Regions from separate parts of the Mus musculus genome. Here regions 1 and 3 are each linked to region 2. The links are chromatin contacts, called in public HiChIP or PLAC-seq maps. All regions are on one chromosome and are shown on one strand. Each heading gives the region's core, a stretch centred on a gene start, on an enhancer-like site or on the middle of the called end of the contact. The rest is flanking DNA. Distances are from core to core; before and after follow the strand shown. Region 1 has its middle 220 kb from the start of Gm25833. Region 2 has its middle 29 kb from the start of Gm25833. Region 3 has its middle 160 kb from the start of Gm25833.

Region 1 (2,700 bases), core at 89-2,588, 250 kb after region 2:
ACCTATCATACAAGGAGGCAAAATAATTTCCATTCTGATCAATTTTCCAATAATTTGGATTAGAACTGCTATGGCATAGTTATTCCAACTGTGTTAGAAATTATTGAATGACTTACGTTGGTAGATCAGTATAAACATATATTTTTTTTTCCAAATTGGGATGAGACAAATAATCTAGGCATAAAATCAACAAATGTGTGTTTTGAATATGTATTAAATTGAGCTTAAAAGAAACAGATGTGAGATGTGTTGGAACTGATGTTATTACTTTTGGTTCTTAGCCACCAAATAAAAATTCTGGAAACCAAACAGGTCCTCTGAATAGATAGGTACTCCATTCAGAGTCATCTATCTGTTGAGTCCCAATAAATCCATTTGATGAGTAAATGTGTTTATTCTGGTTAGTTACATAGTAGTTGAAATGTTACACCCCTGAAATTTGCAGAAATTCCTCTCATTCTTCCTACCAAGGTTCTATTCTATATAATTGCCAGTCCACAGCAGAGTCATGCAAACTTTGTCTTAGATTGCCATCTAGTAATGAAACAAGAGAAGTGGCAAAAGGCTCAGACAACCCAGACCACACCAGATCGATGGGAAGTTATATATTTGTGTTGACCCAATCTTTTCTCTTTTCAGGGATTTCCGGTTTTGTAACATGCTACCACACTGTGTGAAAGATAGCTTCGGTTTTCTGTACTCTCCCATGTACATGAGATAAATGGTGCCTTGCTATCTCTGACTAGAAATCAGAAGATAAATTTCAATACAAGACAACTGAAACCAGTAGAGAGATCTTCCAAATCAGAATTTAATAGCCAGTCATAGGACATGTCTTTTAACAAGAATATGTGGAATCTATGGGATTAAATTTTAGATGGGAGTTTTTCAGTGCCCAGTATAGACAGCAAAGTAACTGGAAACTAGATTATAGTCTTATAAATTTTCACATTTGCAATATCATAATTGTGTTATTTAACATATATGATTATATCATACTATAAATGTGTACATGTAATATGTGTGTGTGCAAAAACACATGTATGTATGTTTTCTCAGAATAAAAGAGTTGTCAGCACTTGGATAGTAGGATCTCATTCTTTGGTATATTTAGAGATATCCTCTGTGAGTGGTAACATCTAGAAGTTCTTTTTTTTTATGTTCCATATTCATGCAAGATGAAGAGGAACAAAGACCACAGAGCTGAGATGAAGAAGTTCAGCTGCTCAGAAAATTATGCGTAACATCAGGAAATCTGTCTGCCCTCTAGAGAGCAAACAGTAGTAGCTATCATTAGTGTGGAATCCCTAGAGGACACTATGAAAAGCAGATTCAGTTAGAGGTGAAAGTATAGTGGTTACTCAGAAGACACTTTCTGTCTCACCCCAGCCTTTTTAAAACACTTACATTGTTAGATGTGGTGAAATGCACTCTTTATAGAAAATATGGCAACCATATTCAGAATGGGCCAGAAACTAAACCAGAAAGGCTGGTAAGAAGACTGAACAATAGCCCAAGCCCACTATAGCTAATGAGAATTGACTGGATTAATGAAAGCCTAGATCATCTTAGTGAAAATATCTTAAAGTCATGAGAACAAAATAATAAAAAAAACATGTTTCAGAAGGGCTGAATAATATAAGACATCCACAGAAATCCACGGACTTCATCCTGCTTTTGAAGAAATTAATCAGAAAACAAAGTGTGATTTTTATTATCACAGTCTCATTCGAACACAAAAGCAGCCACTATTTGAGAGCTTTGATTTACATGATACAAGCATGAGAGAAGTCTTACATAATGTAAAGCTCAGATAGCTTCCTGTAGAACATGTTGTTGTCCAAGTCAGAAGCTGCTTTTCCTGTATTATTTTTTCTTTTATTAATATTAATCATTTCATTTGTTTACATCTCAAATGATATCCCCCTTCCCAGTTACCTCCTCCAACAACACTGACTCCAATATCCCACTTCCCAGTTATCCCTCCGCCATGTCCCCCATCACAAATCTTCCCTCCTCACTTTCTTTTGTCTGTATGAGAGTGCTCCCACACACACCCACACTCTCCTGCCCCACTGCTCCAGTATTCCCCTACTCTGAGGCACAAAACTTCCCCAGGACAAAAGGCCTCCCCCTCCTGTTGCTGTCTGGCAAGGCCATCCTCTGCTACATATGGATCTGGAGCTGAAGATTCCTTTAGGTACACTCCTTGGTTGGTGGTATAGTCTTTGGGAGAACTGGGTGGTAAGGCCAGCCTATGTTGTTCTTCCAATGGGGTTTCAATCCCCCTCCATTCCTCCAGTCCTTCTGCCAGCTCCTCAACCAGGTTCCCTGAGTCATCCTGACAGATGACTCCAAGCACCTGCCTGTACATTGGTCAGCTGATGGCTGTACCTCCCAGGAACTTCCACACTTTGCTCCTCTCACAGGTGCCTCTTGACTCAAGCAATAGTGTTGGGTTTCGTGCCTGCAGACTTAATGTATTCCCCAGGTGGGTCCGTTCCCCAATTGGACCTTCCTTCAGTCTCCATTGGTTCCATTTTTTTATCCCTGTTCTTCCTTTGGAAAGGAACATTTCTGGGTTATAAAAAAACAAAAACAAACTTCGATTTATTTACATTCCAGATTTCATTCTCTCCCCACCCTTGTCCACACTCCAACTGTCCTCCTCTTTACTCCCTGTCTCCATGAGGATGTCCT
Region 2 (2,700 bases), core at 28-2,527:
TAGGAGGCCAGCCCTAACAGGGAACAGCACTGCCTGCCTCCCAGGAGGCCTGCTCTAACCCATGTCACACATCTCAATCTGCCTCCAAGGAGATCTGCTCCAGACCAAGACTCCGAGGCACGTAACAGACAGTGAAACATATGTAACAGACAGTGAAAGACAAGTTGAATAACATAAAGAACGGAAGCTAATGTAATTTAAGCACCATCAGAATCCAGTTCTTCTACCACACCAAGCCCTGAGTACCCTAATACTCCAGAAGAGCAATATTCTGACATAAAATTCCAAGTGTCAAAGATGATACAGGCCTTTAAAGAGGATAACAGTAACTTCCTTAAAAAAATACACAAAAAGACAGGGAAATGGGAGGAAGCCCTTAAAGAGGAAAAGAATAAAACCCTTAAAGGAAAATTCCATCAAACAGGTGAAGAAACTGAACAAAAATTTCCAAGATCTAAAAATAGAAATCAAAACAATAAAGAAATCACAAATGGTGGCAACTATGGAGATGGGAAATCTAGGAAAGAGATCAGGAGCTACAGATGTAAGCATCATGAACAGAATAAAAGAGATGAAAAAGAGGATCTCATTTATAGAAAAAATATCAACACATCAGTCAAAAAAAAAAAAAAAAAAAAACCAAAGTATAAAACGTTCCTAACCCAGAACAGCTAGAAGAGGGTGAAGATTCTCAGTTCAAAGCTAGAAACCATCTTCAAAAATCTCATAGAAGCAAACTTCCCTAACTTAAAAAAAAAAAAGATGGCTATAAATGTACAAGAAGCACACAGAACACCAAATAGACTGTGCTAGTAAATAAAGTACTTTCACCATGTAATAATCAAAACACTGGATGACAGAACAAAGAGAGAGTATTAAAAGCTGTCCAGGAAAATGCCAATTAACATGATTGCAGATATATGGGAATAACACCAGACTTCTCAACAAAGACTCTAAAAGGCAGAAGATACAGAGCAGATGTCTTACAGATACAAATATATCACCTAAGCCAGCTGAGATTACCCATCAAAAATGTCAATCACCATAAATGAAGAAACCAAGATATTTCATGTTAAAACCATATCTAACCAATCTAAATCTAAAATAGCCTTACTATTTTGTGCCATTTAAATAATGTCATGATTATATTTCTTCAGGTATCCTGTGTTTGGGTCTTAGGTATACACATTTTCAGTGTGACTCTTCTGATAAGCCCAAGTTGCCTTGCAATCATTCCATTCCTCAATTCTTCAAAATGTGCTAGAGTTTACCTGAAATTCCTCCAGTAGAGGGAGGTATAGCTCTTGCTTTCTTACTAAAGAGATTACAAGTCAGTCACTGTTTCCATAGGCCTTTTAATTTTTCTATTTTCTTTTCCCCATTTTTATTAGGTATTTAGCTCATTTACATTTCCAATGCTATACCAAAAGTCCCCCATACCCACCCACCCCCACTCCCCTACCCACCCACTCCCCCTTTTTGGCCCTGGCGTTCCCCTGTACTGGGGCATATAAAGTTTGCAAGTCCAATGGGCCTTTCTTTGCAGTGATGGCCGACTCATGTATACATGTATAGGACATTGTCAAAATTTTATAGGCAGGAAATTCTGCACCTTGCTCACAACCTTCTCGTGGGTTGATATCTTTTATAATAATATAAACAAGTAAATTGGAAGAATTTTCATATTTTTTCATATATTTGCCTCGGGGTACGTTGTGGGTGTATGTGTTGTCTCTAAGTATGCTGGCCATGTAATTAGTCTGTGTTTTCAGAACCATAATCCTTTTTTTTTTGTTTTTGTTTTTTTCAAGACAGGGTTTCTCTGTGTAGCCATGGCTGTCTTGGAACTCACTCTGTAGACCAGGCTGGCCTCGAACTCAGAAATTTGCCTGCCTTTGCCTCCCAAGTGCTGAGATTAAAGGCATGCACCACCATGCCCAGCCTGTATTCAACTGCACTGCTATGACAAAACTCACTGGTGTCACCACCACTTCCCCAACTCATAGCAAGCACTATAGAAAATTCCTCACACAATATGCAAAATTTACTATTGGCCTATTTTACTCTGTAGCAGTTCCCAAGGTGTGTGCACGAAGAATTTGTTTTTCTTTGCTTACAAGTAGAAATACAAGTAGAAATTCTTGGTATTGAAATGCAAGTTCTCCCTATTACTAGAAGAGGAATATTTAAGCACTTAGTTCTAGCTACTTCTGGAAGAACTCTTATCAAGCTTTTTTTTTTTTTTTTTTACTAGTTTCAGTGTGAAAGTAAATTTTCATTTCTCTGAAAAGTTACCCAAGACTTTATTTTAAGACTTCAATTTAATAATTCTTCTTTTAGTGGCAGAACCATTTATAAATACACTTTTATTGTTTTCATTCTATAGTTCCATTAAAAACATCTGATTATCAACTTCTCTTAGATCCTTCCAATCAGGATGCTAATGCTATATTTTAAATTGTGCCAGTCCCTATATAGATTTAAAAAGACTTTCTATACCAAATTATGATGTTTAACTTTTTTAAAAAATCTGTTTCTTCTTTTTATCTTATTCAGGGAATTATCCATGCCTATATTTTTCCATGTTCAGATTAGACTGTTTATATTGTTAATGTGATTTTATTGATTTTGAGTTTTATTTTTCTTTTTAAATTTAAATGAAAGACCCTATTTGGATTCACAATCTCTGCATTGTATTTT
Region 3 (2,700 bases), core at 192-2,691, 130 kb before region 2:
CATGCCCCAATACAGGGGAAGGCCAGGGCCAAGAAGCGAGAGTGAGTGGGTAGGGGAGTAGGGCAGAGGGAATGTATAAGGAACCACAACAACAGCAAAACAAACAAACAAACAAAATCAAAAGAAGAAGAAGAAGAAGAAGAAGAAGAAGAAGAAGAAGAAGAAGAAGAAGAAGAAGAAGAAGAAGAAGAAGAAGAAGAAGAAGGAGAAGAAGAAGAAGAAGAAGAAGAGAAGAAGAGGGAGAAGAGGAAGAAGAAAGAAGAAGAGAAAACAAGCTGTGTATTCATCAAAGACACTATGAAGACTGCTGACTCTAGCATTTCACTAATGCTTGACTACTATGTTTAGATTAGTGTTTCCAGTAATATATGAAACTCAAACATGATTGTACTGGGGCAGGAAGATCAGTACATTTTGATTGTAATTGTCATGTTCAGAACATGTTTCAGGTGCAAGCATACAGGCTCCCTCACCTCACTCAGCTGGAATAATTCAGAAACAGTTTTAACTGCAATTCTAGTTTGGAAACATACAGACTAAAAGGATATGAAATCCATTTTTTATTCCACCTTACATTGTCCCTAATCTCATAGGATATTTACACATTTTATGCTATTTTCAAAACAAGCTTTATATTTGGATGACTCAAAGTAATACAGCAGACAAAGTCTTATACTTCAATGGTATGTTTAGTATGACATAATCTGACATATTAACAATATAAATAATTATAGTCATTTTATGTTATGCCAATTGACTTAAATCTTAAATTTTTATTTGAATGATATATTTTCCCAGTGTTCATTGATTTTTGCCTTTTAATGAAGTTTGCCAAGAAACCAAAACCTGACATTTCCAATAAACATAGAAATTGCAAGGATTTATAGAGATTTTTCTAAGCGCTACACATTTACTCATATCTAGTCCTATTTCTCATAGTATGAAATAGGAAAATATTTTAACCTTTCAGATTTAGTGTTTTGTGGACACACAATTATTTGTAAACATTTATACTCAGTTGTCAATTCCCTATGATTTGATTTTAATTGGTTCAACTGAATTTTTCTTTATTATTTTCTGAAAGTTGGTATGGTCAATAGAAATCTTGTTTATAATTGTATATGCATACTTGCTACTGAGCAGTGGCAACAATCTACACCTCAAAGCAACAGTAAATTTTAATATAGCATACATAACGAAGTTCAAGAGATGTTCAACAGTATTTTATTAAATACCTTTATATTAGATGATCCTCTCCGACTTTATATGAATGTAATTTTCTGAGACCATTTCAGCTTAGGTCGTTTGATATAATATATTTGTCCAATGATGTTTGGCTCATAATAATGCTGAACTAATTTATTTTACTTGATGTATCCCCATTACAATATAGTATCTGTGAAATATTACCCATCTCTCCAGCAGGGGGTATTACAATCACACATTTATCTAGTCAAGGTAACAAGGAGACTAATAGAAAGAGGCAACCAGCCTCTTGATCTACCAAGCCTCCACAAATGTTTTCAAGCATTTGCCCACTTCTATGAGACTGCCCTGAGCACAATTCATTGACACAGACTTTGAGAGCTGACGACCCAGAAAATTCACTATCTTCAGAGAGAGCAGACCAGCTTCTCACAGATACTCCCATTTATAACAGAAAACTTTGGCTCAGGAGGATCAGAAGTCCAAGGCCCTCCTAAATATCAGCATGAGGCACAATGATAGATTTGTGATTGATACTACAAAATTTATATTTATCTTTCTTTCTGCTTTAGAAAGGGGGGTTTCTGCATGTGACATCTGTGGTAATATTCCTGAAAATAATTGAATTCCAGTTCCATGTCACACACTGACATTCGTTTTTTGAGATCTTTTTGGGCTCAGAATCACTTAATTAGACCCACATGGATTAGTTAACCCTTAGCTGAGCAGCTATCAGGACAGTGGTATGGCAAATCTGGGGCCTCAGGTTTTCCTATGTATATTCCAGTAATCTTCAGCTGAGCTTTATGGTGGGAATAAAAATCCCATTTACTGTAGTACTTGTCGTCCATGTAGATCAATTACACCTATGAAAAAACACGTGGGAAATACCCTGTACCAGAAAAGAACATGTGGGACCTCTTACTCTTTCATGAAGAGCAGCAAAGAGAATACCACTTACACTTACTTCTGTCAAAAGGACAGTATCCCGTTCACAACATTCTACAAACCAGAACAGAAACATTTTGTTTTCTCAGGAACAGGCTACCTCCCTCTCAGAAGATGAAATATGATCAAGAGTTTTACTAACTTGTGATAGAATCTCCCAACATGTCTTCAACAGAACCAAGTCTGAACTTTTCTCAAGGACATTAATCAGCCCCTTCCTGAAAAAAAAATTATGTAAGGAAATAACGGGATAAGATAACCAAAGGCTGCATCTTTGTGTTATTCTGTAAAGAGGAATGTTAGACAGTTATGAATTTGATTTCCCAACCCAGGCACTGACCATAGGGACGATGTCATTGGGCTTTTGAGAATATATATGGGGCATTAGGATTCATATTTTTAAAAAAGTTCCAGTTTACAGAGGAGTGGAAGTTCTGCCCCTCATTAGTCTTTCATCAAAGACTGTCTGTATATACAGGGTAAAAATAGAGACAATGAAAGCCACATACTCTATCACTTTTTATTGGCATGGGGAACGTAATAGTG

What was found. HiChIP or PLAC-seq counts read pairs in DNA pulled down with a chosen protein or histone mark.
Region 1: a CTCF HiChIP or PLAC-seq map of pro-B cells shows a contact between it and region 2, with 6 times the contacts expected there. The contact joins two enhancer-like sites. A contact is called at or near these places in 2 of 15 datasets of contacts at CTCF or cohesin (large pre-B cells and pro-B cells), 3 of 484 Hi-C or Micro-C datasets (B cells, gonadal supporting cells and large pre-B cells) and 3 of 115 datasets of contacts at active chromatin or transcription factors (the 230-238 cell line, large pre-B cells and pro-B cells).
Region 3: a RAD21 HiChIP or PLAC-seq map of pro-B cells shows a contact between it and region 2, with 2.9 times the contacts expected there. The contact joins two enhancer-like sites. A contact is called at or near these places in 2 of 15 datasets of contacts at CTCF or cohesin (large pre-B cells and pro-B cells).

What each region holds. Positions count from the first base shown.
Region 1 is chr6:68,749,378-68,752,077 of GRCm38.p6, forward strand. It overlaps Igk. Among named protein-coding and RNA genes, the nearest start is that of Gm25833, 220 kb to the left of the region's middle. Within about 2 kb of position 1,339, at least 11 of the 459 cell types and tissues checked have an H3K27ac peak or open chromatin away from gene starts, as enhancers often do. A contact at or near this core is called in pro-B cells, where this site is marked.
Region 2 is chr6:68,502,859-68,505,558 of GRCm38.p6, forward strand. It overlaps Igk. Among named protein-coding and RNA genes, the nearest start is that of Gm25833, 29 kb to the right of the region's middle. Within about 2 kb of position 1,278, at least 1 of the 459 cell types and tissues checked has an H3K27ac peak or open chromatin away from gene starts, as enhancers often do. A contact at or near this core is called in pro-B cells, where this site is marked.
Region 3 is chr6:68,372,185-68,374,884 of GRCm38.p6, forward strand. It overlaps Igk. Among named protein-coding and RNA genes, the nearest start is that of Gm25833, 160 kb to the right of the region's middle. Within about 2 kb of position 1,442, at least 1 of the 459 cell types and tissues checked has an H3K27ac peak or open chromatin away from gene starts, as enhancers often do. A contact at or near this core is called in pro-B cells, where this site is marked.